Regions from separate parts of the Gossypium hirsutum genome. Here region 1 is linked to region 2. The links are chromatin contacts, called in public Hi-C maps. All regions are on one chromosome and are shown on one strand. Each heading gives the region's core, a stretch centred on a gene start, on an enhancer-like site or on the middle of the called end of the contact. The rest is flanking DNA. Distances are from core to core; before and after follow the strand shown. Region 1 has its middle 16 kb from the start of LOC107939649. Region 2 has its middle 16 kb from the start of LOC121210789.

Region 1 (5,642 bases), core at 1,419-3,918, 470 kb after region 2:
AAAAACTTTAAAATTAATTATTTTAAATAATAGTATTTCAAATTTTAATTAAATTTTTTAACACTAATTATCCTAAACCCTTAACCCATGTCCTCTTAACCCCTAAACCCCTCAACCCTAAACCATTAACCCTTAATCTTTAAAATTTAAACACTAAACCCTAAACCATGTCCCCTTAACCCTTAAACCCCTCAACCTTAAACCATAAACCCTTAATCCCTAAACTTTAAACACTAAACCCTAAACTATATCCCTTTAACCCCTTAACTCTTAACAATTAACCACTAGACCCTCAACCTTTAAATCTTAACCCCTAAACCATAAACCCCGAATCCCTAAACCTTTAGCCCTTGAACCATAAACCATAAACCATAAACCATAATCCCTAAATCCACAATCAATTATCCATAAACCTTAAAATAATATTAACCCATAAACCATAAGCCCCTAAACCCATAATCCCTAGACCCATGCATAATCCATAAACCTTAAAATATTAACTCGTCATAATCCATAAACCATAAACCCTAAACCATATATACCCTAAACCATGCATAAACCTTAAACTATAATAATGATAATTAATTAAATATTTTAAAATTAATATCATCTCTTTTATGATTATATAAGAATTTATTTAATATATAAATTGACAAACAATCAGTCATATACCCAAAAAGCTTTAAAACTATTTTAAATAATATATACTATATAACATTTTTTATTTTTAACATATATTTTTATATGTTTTTATTTTCAATTTTTTTCTACATGTCATTAATTTAGGGTTTATAGTTTAAGGTTTCAAATTTAAGGTCTATAGTTTATGGGTTTAGGGGCTAAGCATTAGGAGTTAGGGTTAATGGGTTAGGATTTATGGTTAGGGTAGTGTTTAGAGTTTTAAGGGTTTATGGTTTGAGACTTAGGGTTTACAAGTTTGGTAATTTAAGGGTTTAGTGGGTTAGGGTTTAGAGAATGGTGTAGTTAATTTATATTGTTTATAAAGTCAGTTTCAGATATGATCAAAATAAAATCAAAATAAAAATAAGACCTTATTTTATTTGTTATAATTTGGTCCTATCCAAAATAGATAGTTACCTATCCATATCAATTTGCTACTTTTTTTTTATTTTTCAATAAATAATTTGTTATATTTTTAATATATTAAATTTAATATTATCTCTTTTACAACTATATAATAGACTATTTAATATATAAATTAAAAATACTAATTAATCTAAACCTTAAACCCTTAACTACAATCTTTAAAACCCTAAATCATAAAACATAAACCATCAACTCTAAACCAACCCTTAAACCCATAATCTATAAACCTTAAAATAGTTTAGATCTATAGCGGCGTTTTTCCAAAAAGCGCCACTAAAACTCAAATCTATTGCGGCGTTTTTTGAAAAGCGCCACTAAAACTCAAATCCATAGCGATGTTTTTTAAAAAGCGCCGCTAATACTCAATCTATAGCGGCGTTTTTGAGGAAGCGCCGCTATTGCCACTGAAGCTCAAAATAAATGACGCAGTTCAGCTATAGGTCGACCGATAGCGGCGCTTTCTGAAAAACACCACTAATAGCGGCATTTTTGATAAAGCGCCGCTATTGCCACTGAAGCTCACAATAAACAACGCCGTTCGGCTTAATCTTTTAGTGGCATTTTTATAAAAAGCTTTCTTAAAAACGCCGCTAATTCTCGATCTATAGCTGCGTTTTTTTTAAAAACGCCGCTAATACTCGATTTATTCAATTTTTAGTGGCGTTTTCTTTTCAAACGCCGCTAAAAGTCTGTTTTCTTGTAGTGTTATGCTCAAAATTATACTCACGAAAAGCCCGAAGAAATTTATTACTCGCACAACCTTGATAATTCCAAGAAAATATTGATAATTTCGAATCCATAAAAATAGATAGGAATATATTAATAAAAATAAATAACACCAAAAACCTTACTAACAGAACCTTAAAAAATCGTTCTTAAATTCTTTTACCTGGGTCTGGAGCAACAGCTTCTGATTCAGCACTTCGTACCATGGAGACTGTTTGAGCCAACTTAGATATAGAATCACTCAAAGGAATTTTAGAATTATTTTTAGTTCTAAAATTAACCCCTTTCCCTTTTGAGTGATTTTATTAATTTTTTTAGTAGGTCGGAAACCCAATCTTTACTCCCCATCGATTTCCCCAAGTTCCGAATTTTATTACCACCAGGGGATATCACATTAGTCTTCTTTAAAGGGTCCCCTCCAGCTGTTCCTTTCACATTGAAGGACACAGCAGTGTGTCTATTTGAGTTAAAACCACCGGGGAAATCAGCCACTTGGATATCAACCGGTTCTGACATTGAGGAAATTGACATGGTTTGCGCATTTGATCCATCTCCCACGCTCTCCTCCTGTCCACTAAGGACAGGATTAATACAAGAAATATTCATAGATGAAGCATTAATAAAATTCGAAGAAAATTTTAAACATTCTGCGCCAATCGGATTTTTAATGGAAGGAATAATCAATGAATTAGTGCAGCCCCCTGCTTCATTAATAGAACGATTCGGCGCTATGCAAGAATGGCCCAAAATTTCATTGGCCTGATCCAGCTCACTACCAGGCTTGTCCGTATTTGTGTTTGGCCTTATTGGGCCGACTGCTCCATTGATTTTATTAGCAGGTAAACGGTCCACTGGACCACTCACAGCTGGCCTGCTTTTATTACCAGTTGACCGACTGACATCCTCATTAACAGCCCCCATCTGCTCCTTTCTGAAATAGAGTTTTCCCAATTTTTCATCCGCAAATTCTCAATAAATTTTCCAGATTTGAAGATATCCTTCAATTCAGCCGTTTGACCCTCATTTCCTTTATTAATTTCAGCTTCCAAATCCAAAACTTCCATATCTACTAAAGCATCAAATCGAGAACCTGATTTTCTTTCCCGAAAACTAGCTTTGCAGGAATTACTACTCCTGAAATTTCGCACTGCTTTCTTCTCCACTACCATCCAAGGCCCGTAAACGGCGCTTTCACCTTCGCTGACCTCCTTAGCCTGAGTAACTCCCGACTGGTCCTTCTCCGATGAAGCCTCTGGTTGCAATGAGCCGCAAAATTCTTTGGTATGTCCATATTTCCTACATGTAAAACAAATCGTAGGAAGACCTTCATATTCAACCTTCTGATACAAACCATTAACACGAACTTGAGCAATCAGGGGCTTATCCAGGTTGTTGTAGACGGCCATCCTAGCAAATCTGCCTCTAGCTCTGCTATCCGTGTTAAAATCTAACCGGAGCACTTTGCCAATGGTCCCTTCAATTTCCTCAATTATTTTCTTTTTGTACAGGTACCCTGGAACGCCTAGAAGTCTTATCCAAGCCATCACCATGGTTGGATATGGTTGTGAGGGGGTAAACTCTTTGGTCCAAGGTTGGACAGTCAAATATTATCCATAAATTAACCAGCCCTGCGACAGTACTTTAGCATAATCGCCAGTTGATTGAAACTTAGCCAGAAAATATCCATTCTCAATATCCATGAGATGGAAGGGCATGGATGGATTCCATAGGCTACTGATACGACTGTGAAGCGCCCCATACCCAACATTCCTTCCAAGCAATTTTAAGACAACCGTGGACTCCATTTCTTTAAATAAAATTTGTTGGATTCTTTCAGAAAAAGTCAATAGTAGGAATTCCATTGACGAAAGATTATGTATATCTCCATCCAAAAATTCCAGATCTTCATCAGCACTAACACCAGGAGACTCCAACCCTTTCTTATTCAGAGACCCAAAAGTAACCCCCAAAAGTTTGTCCTTCCAAGAGATCGTAGGGCCAAAACTGGATTCAACCACCATATCAATAATTTCCTCTTCACTACCATTTTTGAACTGGACTTTTTTCGTGTTGCAATCAGCAACTACCTGATCAACACCACCATCTTCATCTTCCGGCAGAGAAGAAATAGCATCAACAGACAGAGAGTTTTCCATTTTTTTATTCATTATAAAATTTTCTTACTAATCAAGTAAACGTATACATAGTGTAAATCATGGCGATGGTAAATATATTTATTAAACATATATTTGGATATAGTCTCCAAATTATTATATATTTACAAAGTTTGGGCTTTTATTGGTTTTTGTCTTTAAAAAAAAATTAGTTGATTTTCATGCTGGTTGGCATGTGAATGTATATTGTATGAAGATTTTGGCTAATGAATTGGGATTTTCCAGTTGGAATGTATCACTTTCACTCTGATCACCAAAAGTGGGTGAAACAAAATCACGATATAGATTCTATTCTTGTGTAGTGAAATAACTTCTTATGGACCCTGGAATAAGAAAAGGTTTGTGCACTAAACAAAAACTCACTTACACCTAATTTTAATTATTAAGTTTTATTCTAATTTAGTTAGTTTTGATATTATTATTATAAGAGAAAGTGGATTCAAGTGTTTTAAAGCGCCATTATTTTTTTTATTTAAAGATTAAAGAGTAGTTAAGTCTACATTTATGTAATTTATAAAAGAAGAAATTTAAAATAAAATCTTTTTTTCTTTTTGAACGAATATAATAGATGTTGTTAATATAATTTTAAATTGTAACTTTAAAAAATTATAAAATTAACTTTTTAGAAATTATAACTTAAAATATATATGAATCAATGGTATTCTTAGGTTTTGTTCAAGTCTAATTTTGTGATTGATTTTAATTTGCAAATGCATAATTTATCATATTAATTTAGTATTTTTAATTTTTATATATATATTTCTTAGTATTGAATGTAATAATATAAGGAGAATTCGGATTCAACTTTAAGAATAATATTATTAAAATAATCTCAAAATATGAAAGGAATTTTAATTTTAAAAAAAATTAAAAATAATTTTCGTAATAAAAAAGGCTCCATGATTATGGTTAAGGTTGTTGATTGTTTAGGATGCGATGAGCAGCTGTCAATGCTGTTTCCCATAGAGGCATGGATTCGCTTAGCCATTTCCTCTCTGTATCTTTACTGTATTCCCTTTTTTTTTTCACTCAAATGGAGAATAATCAGCTTAAGATATTTTTAAAAAGAATTTAAATTTAAATTTAAATTCAGTTATTAATAAAAGAGTAAACTACAAAAACAGTTATCCAACTATGTCTTTAATTCTATTTTTATCAATTTATTCACTAATTTTTTGAAATTAAATATTTTAATTACATTTCTATTAGTTATTGTTAAATGACAGAAAATTGACGTAGGCTTTTTTTTATTTGTCTAATAACAATTTTAACCTTTCATTGTTTACACATTCTAACAATTTAATCATAAAATTTAAAAAAAAAATAAACAAATTTAACCCTCAATGTTTATAAAATTTGTCATTTTAGTACTAATTCTTAAAATTTCAATAAAATTAGTTCTCAACATTTAGAAGGATTTTCATTTTAATTATAATTCTAAAAATATAAAAATATATTTTTAAAAAGTATTTTTAAATATTCCTTGATATGCCTCCAAAACATGCTCAACAATAAGAGTATTTAACACTAGTTATATTGTGTTCACTTTAAACTAATGTCACCTTCGTAAATATGGTAAAAAAATCAAGTTAACTTAAATTCAACTATCTAAGTGCCATAATTTACATTAATATC
Region 2 (5,468 bases), core at 49-2,548:
TCTCCGAGGCTTCACCATAGCTAGGGCAACTTGGGGAAGAGCTAAAACGTCTATTGTATAGATTAACAGTAGCAGGAATATAATCTTTTGTAAATCGCCAAACAGCGATTCTGATCTTTGGGGGAAGATTTAATTCCCAAATATTTTTGTAAACTCCTGAAGAGTCAGTATTCATAGCGTCTTCAACCCGCGAACCAACAAGACAGCGATACCCACTACGAACCGTATACCTGCCAAAGTTATCAGCAAACCACACCATTCTATCTTTAGAGTTGTAAACCGAAAGAGGAATGCAACAGATTACAATAGCTTCCAAAGGGGTAAAACACCTACTATTTAAATCCACTTTCCAGGACTTAGTAGAATAATCAATAAGCTCTGACACTTTGTCAAACATGCTGTTTGCAGGAGTAGCGTGAATTTTTCCCCCTGCCCAACGAGGTAACCAACAATCTTGCAAAATTGATATTTGGGAACCTGATCCCACTTTCTAGCCCAAACCATCTTCTAAAACCTTTCTGGCCGCAAAAATACTCTTCCAAGTATACGACGGATTAGTGCCTAATGTGACATTCCAAAATGAGGTATGGGGATAGTACCTAGCTTTATAAATACGTCCCAATAAAGAATTCAGATTAGTAACTAACCTCCAACCTTGTTTCGCTAAAAAGGCAATATTAAACTTGCCAAGATCCCTAAAACCCATACCACCACAATTTTTAGGGATACTGAGATTAGCCTAGTTACACCAGTGCATTCCATTTCAAGTTGAACTTTTTTGCCACCAAAACCTACTCATGATACTTTCAAGCTTCATACGCAACGTCTTAGGAAACAGGAAACACAACATCGAGTATGTAGAAATAGCTTGAAGGACCGTTTTAATAAAAACTTCTTTTCCACCTTGAGAAAGAAGTCTATCTCCCCAACTCTGAACTTTCATCCTCATCCTATCACAAATATGTTGAAACACATCCTTCTTTTTCCTCCCAACCATCGTAGAGAGACCCAAATATCTTTCCATACATAGTGATCGCCGAACTCCTAACATCTGCACCAAACGACTACAAGAAATATCAGAGACATTTGAGCTGAAGAAAATCTGTGACTTATCAAGGTTTATCTTCTGCCTTAACGCAGTTTCATAACGTTTCAAAATATCCATCAAAACCCGCCCTCCTGTATCGTTTGCATCGCCAAAAATAATACTGTCATGAACAAAAAATAGGTGAGTGACAGCAGGGCTTCCTCTACAAACTTTCACCCCTCTTAAGTTGCATGTCTGAACAGCAGAATCTAATAAAGCTGATAAGCCCTCCGTACAAATCAGAAAAAGGTAGGGGCTTAAAGGATCCTCTTGATGTAGTCCACTTTGAGGGAAAAAATTCTCACTCGAGGACCCATTGAAATTGACAGTATAAGACACCAAGGAGATACAATAAATTATCAAACTAATCCATTCCGACGCAAAACCCATATGCTTCATCATTCCTTCTAAAAAACCTCATTCCACTCTATCGTAAGCTTTGCTCATGTCAAGCTTTAACGCAAAAAAACCTTTTTTTCCCTTTTCTCCTCTTTTTCAAAGCATGTAAAATTTCATATGCCACAAGGACATTATCTAAGATTAGTCTACCCGGCACAAACGCTCCTTGAGCATGATCAATGCATTGGTCCAAAACCAATTTCAATCTATTAGCAATGGTCTTAGAAATTATTTTGTATAAGACTGAACATAGACTAATAGGGCGAAATAGAGACATCATATCTGCATCACTTACTTTGGGAATGAGAATAATCTTGGTAGAATTAACTTCATGAAGTGAAGTCTCCCTATTAATGACTTGTAAACAAAACTTCGCTACATCCTGTCCGATTTTGTGCCAGAACTTTTGAAAGAAAATAACATGAAAACCATCAACTCCTGGCACTTTAGTCGGCTCTATCTCCCAAAGAGCCTCTCTGATTTCCTCAACCTTGAACTCACGCAATAGTTTTTCATTCATAGATGGAGACATTCTTGAGGAAACTCCTCCATACGTATTATCATCATCCCTCTGCCAAGAACTAGTAAATAATTCCTTAAAATAGCTGACTGTCGTCTTCATCATCTCATCTTCCTCAGTAATAACCGAACCATCCTCACATTTGAGTCTCATGATCTTATTCATACGGCGTTTGTTAGAAGTAAGACTGTGGAAAAATTTTATATTATGATCCCCATTCTTAAGCCAATTAGATCGGGCCTTCTGTTCCTAGTACATTTTGGTTTTATCTATTTCCAGATTAAGATCTAGCTTAGCTTCAATAATTTCCTCCAAGGTCTCGTCATTAGGAGGGGTGTTGTCAAGAGTATTCAATCTGCTTTTAAAAGAAATCACTTTACCATATTTCTCCCTCCTAATCCTCATTGCCCATCTACTGAGACCTTTGCCAACAGCATGGAGACGCTTCGGAACATTAAGATGCTTATTCAATTCTCACAAAAACTTAACTTCAGCATAACATGACTTCCAATAACCATATTTTTTCAAATCGGAAATCTCGATTCTTAACTACATATTTATCATTAGCAAAAAAAATCAGAATCAAGGAAAATAGGGCAATGATCCGAAGTCGAATTTGGTAAATGAACAAGCTTATAATTAGAGAAAGAATTATACCATTGGAAATTCGCAACTCCTCTATCTAATCTTTCTCGAATATTGGTAGACTCAAAATTCCCCCTTTCCCAAGTATACCAACGACTGGTAACCAAGATCCGTGAGTCCACAATAATCCAAAGCATCTCTGAAAGCTTCAATTTGTTTTTCCCCTCTAAGTCTTCCTCCACATTTCTCTTGATTAGATAATATTTCATTAAAATCACCCAACACGACCCATGCTTCCGAAAAATTATGACTGAGGTTTCTAAGCAGATTCCAAGAACCAATTCTATCTCTAACATCAGGAGCTCTGTAAAACTCAGTAAGACGCCAATCAGGTCTATTTTTGTTATTAATGACCATAACATCAATGCAATTGTCATTATAACCCAATTGTCGAATATCAACCTCATTAGTCCATCCAACAGAAAGACTACCCCTAGTACCATTGGCCGCAACCTCAATTCCATTCTGATACCTGAACTTTCTCCTTATTCTTTCCATTCTACTTCTATCAACTTTAATTTCCATAAAGAAAAAAATATGGGGGCGATTTTTTTCAGAAAATGCTGAACACGTCGGACCAACCATGGATTCCCCAGTCCACGGACGTTCCAACTTAAAATTTTCATAATATTCGGCTGACCCGCTCCCCAGGTTCAGCTGATATCTCATTTTGATAAAAGTTCGTCCGTTCCCTATGCCTTTCAGAAGAATCGCTTTGAATTGCAACTTCCTGCACAAAATTGGGCCTCAATTTTTTTTCCTTCATTGACAAGAATAGGCCCTTCCTCATTCATTGATCCATCATCCATAAAATCCTCTTCATTAATGCTATTGCCTTGGGGGGGAAAAGACTTACCCATCAAGTTTAACCCCAAATTTGCTTCATAAATGCGCATCAAATTAGGAATATGTTGATTCCTAAAATCGCTCCCTGAATTTGATCCTGATGCCCCTGCCATTACTCCCCAATCTGTAACGGAATCCCTAAGCCAAAGACTCCCACCTACCACCGCTCGTCGAGGAAGAGCAATTAAGGAAATATCCCTTCCCATCAGTAAATCTTTACTCCCATGATACATTTGAATCGAACAAAAGCTTTCTCCATGTCCTAGACGTCCACATAAGAAACAAAAAGTTTTTAACTTTTCATATTTAAAACTGACACAAAATTCTTTCAATTTAGCAACCAGTAATCGCTTCCGTCTCTTCAAAGGTTTTCGGACATCCACTTGCACTCTAATTCTCATAAAATTCCATAGACCTGCTGTAATGGCTTTTGTATCATACTCTATGAAAGAACCTATAAAGTCACCAAACTGTCTTGCAATATTTTCTGAATACAGACCTAAAGGTAAATCATGGATCTGAACCCAGAAATTGGCGTTATTGAGAGGCACTTCCAGCGGGTCTTCCCCCTCTTTTAGCATAGAGATGATGAGCAAATGATTGTTGAAGGTCCATGGTGACCCTTTAACCACTCTATCCTGTCCACTTCACAAAAGAAACGAAAAAGAATTCTTTTTTCACCAATGTCAGTAATAGAAACCCCTCCATAGGATGCCAGAGATTGGCCATCACCGTGCGCATAGAATGGAAATTGATAGTCGTTGCTGTAAGGAAACAACCGACTAAACAAAAATTAATGGCCTGCTCCGTTAAGTTTTCTTCTATTTCAATCTCCCACAACTCTTTATCTCCACTCTCCTCTTCCTTTTCGATTTGTAAACTTGCTAAGATATTCTCCATATCTTCGCAAAAAGAACCAAAACACAAAAAGACTCCAGAAAACTTCCTAAAAAAACTAAGAATAGAAAAGCCACACTACGGGCATTCAGAGAAAAGCCACACTACGGGCATAGTTTTTTTAAGATAAATTTTGTATATTCTCAATATTTATATGATATAAATGTAAGAAAATATAATAGATACACCGATCTAATGCCCTTTTATTTGTTTTATTTGTTTAATTAAATTCATTGCTTAAGCCGCCTGTTGCCTATAACGATATGTATTATTTTAAGTAAAAACAATTAGAAGATTGTATTTCTATGTTCTGTCAAATTGAAGTTAATAATATAATGAACTTTGTAAAATCATGGTTTTAAGTTGGTTAGCTTGCGTCGCTCAAGGCATATTCCAAGCATTAAACTTCATCCACAGCTCACACATTTAGCAATGACTTGCTGCTTCTGCTTTTTGGTTCCCCCATTTTTAAATTTGGGCATAAATATTTATTTTTTACCAATTTGATATTTCAAGTTTTTCTTTATCTTATTTAAGTATTTGAGTTTAATTTCAATATTTAATTTGATACTTAAATTTTTTTTCTATCGCAATTAAATACTTATGTTTTTTTTACTAGAGAATATGTATCAAATATTCATTGGGTCACATAATATCATTTGGCCTAACTACCAAATTGAATATTAAAGTCAAATTCACGTACCAAATTGAACCATGAATCCTAACTTGACTTCAAGATGATATTTTAACCCTTTACTAAATTATTTAATAATACTTGACCAAATGAAAAGTACTATTATATATCAATGTTGTTGAAATCAGATTAGATCGATCGATTGAACCGGTTCGTATACCGATCCAAACAAAAGGATTGAAATGATTTCAGAGCAAATTGCTCCAAACTAATAAAAAAAACCAAAATTTGGTGGGAAATAATGTTTGAACCTGTTTATAAAATTTTAATTATTATTATTTTGGCTTTTATGAAAAATAGATATCTAAACTATGCAGCTTTTCCCATTTAGGTGCTTAAAAGTTTTTTTTTTGGGTTATAGTAGTTATCTAAAGTTTTAT

The links. A called contact is a pair of places that touch in the nucleus more often than the background predicts.
Region 1: a Hi-C map of fibers shows a contact between it and region 2, with 5 times the contacts expected there. The contact joins two enhancer-like sites. A contact is called at or near these places in 7 of 34 Hi-C or Micro-C datasets (fibers, hypocotyl and leaf).

What each region holds. Positions count from the first base shown.
Region 1 is chrA12:49,392,558-49,398,199 of Gossypium_hirsutum_v2.1, forward strand. No RefSeq gene overlaps it. Among protein-coding and RNA genes, the nearest start is that of LOC107939649, 16 kb to the right of the region's middle. Within about 2 kb of position 2,669, at least 9 of the 9 cell types and tissues checked have an H3K27ac peak or open chromatin away from gene starts, as enhancers often do. A contact at or near this core is called in fibers and hypocotyl, where this site is marked.
Region 2 is chrA12:48,919,988-48,925,455 of Gossypium_hirsutum_v2.1, forward strand. No RefSeq gene overlaps it. Among protein-coding and RNA genes, the nearest start is that of LOC121210789, 16 kb to the left of the region's middle. Within about 2 kb of position 1,299, at least 5 of the 9 cell types and tissues checked have an H3K27ac peak or open chromatin away from gene starts, as enhancers often do. A contact at or near this core is called in fibers and hypocotyl, where this site is marked.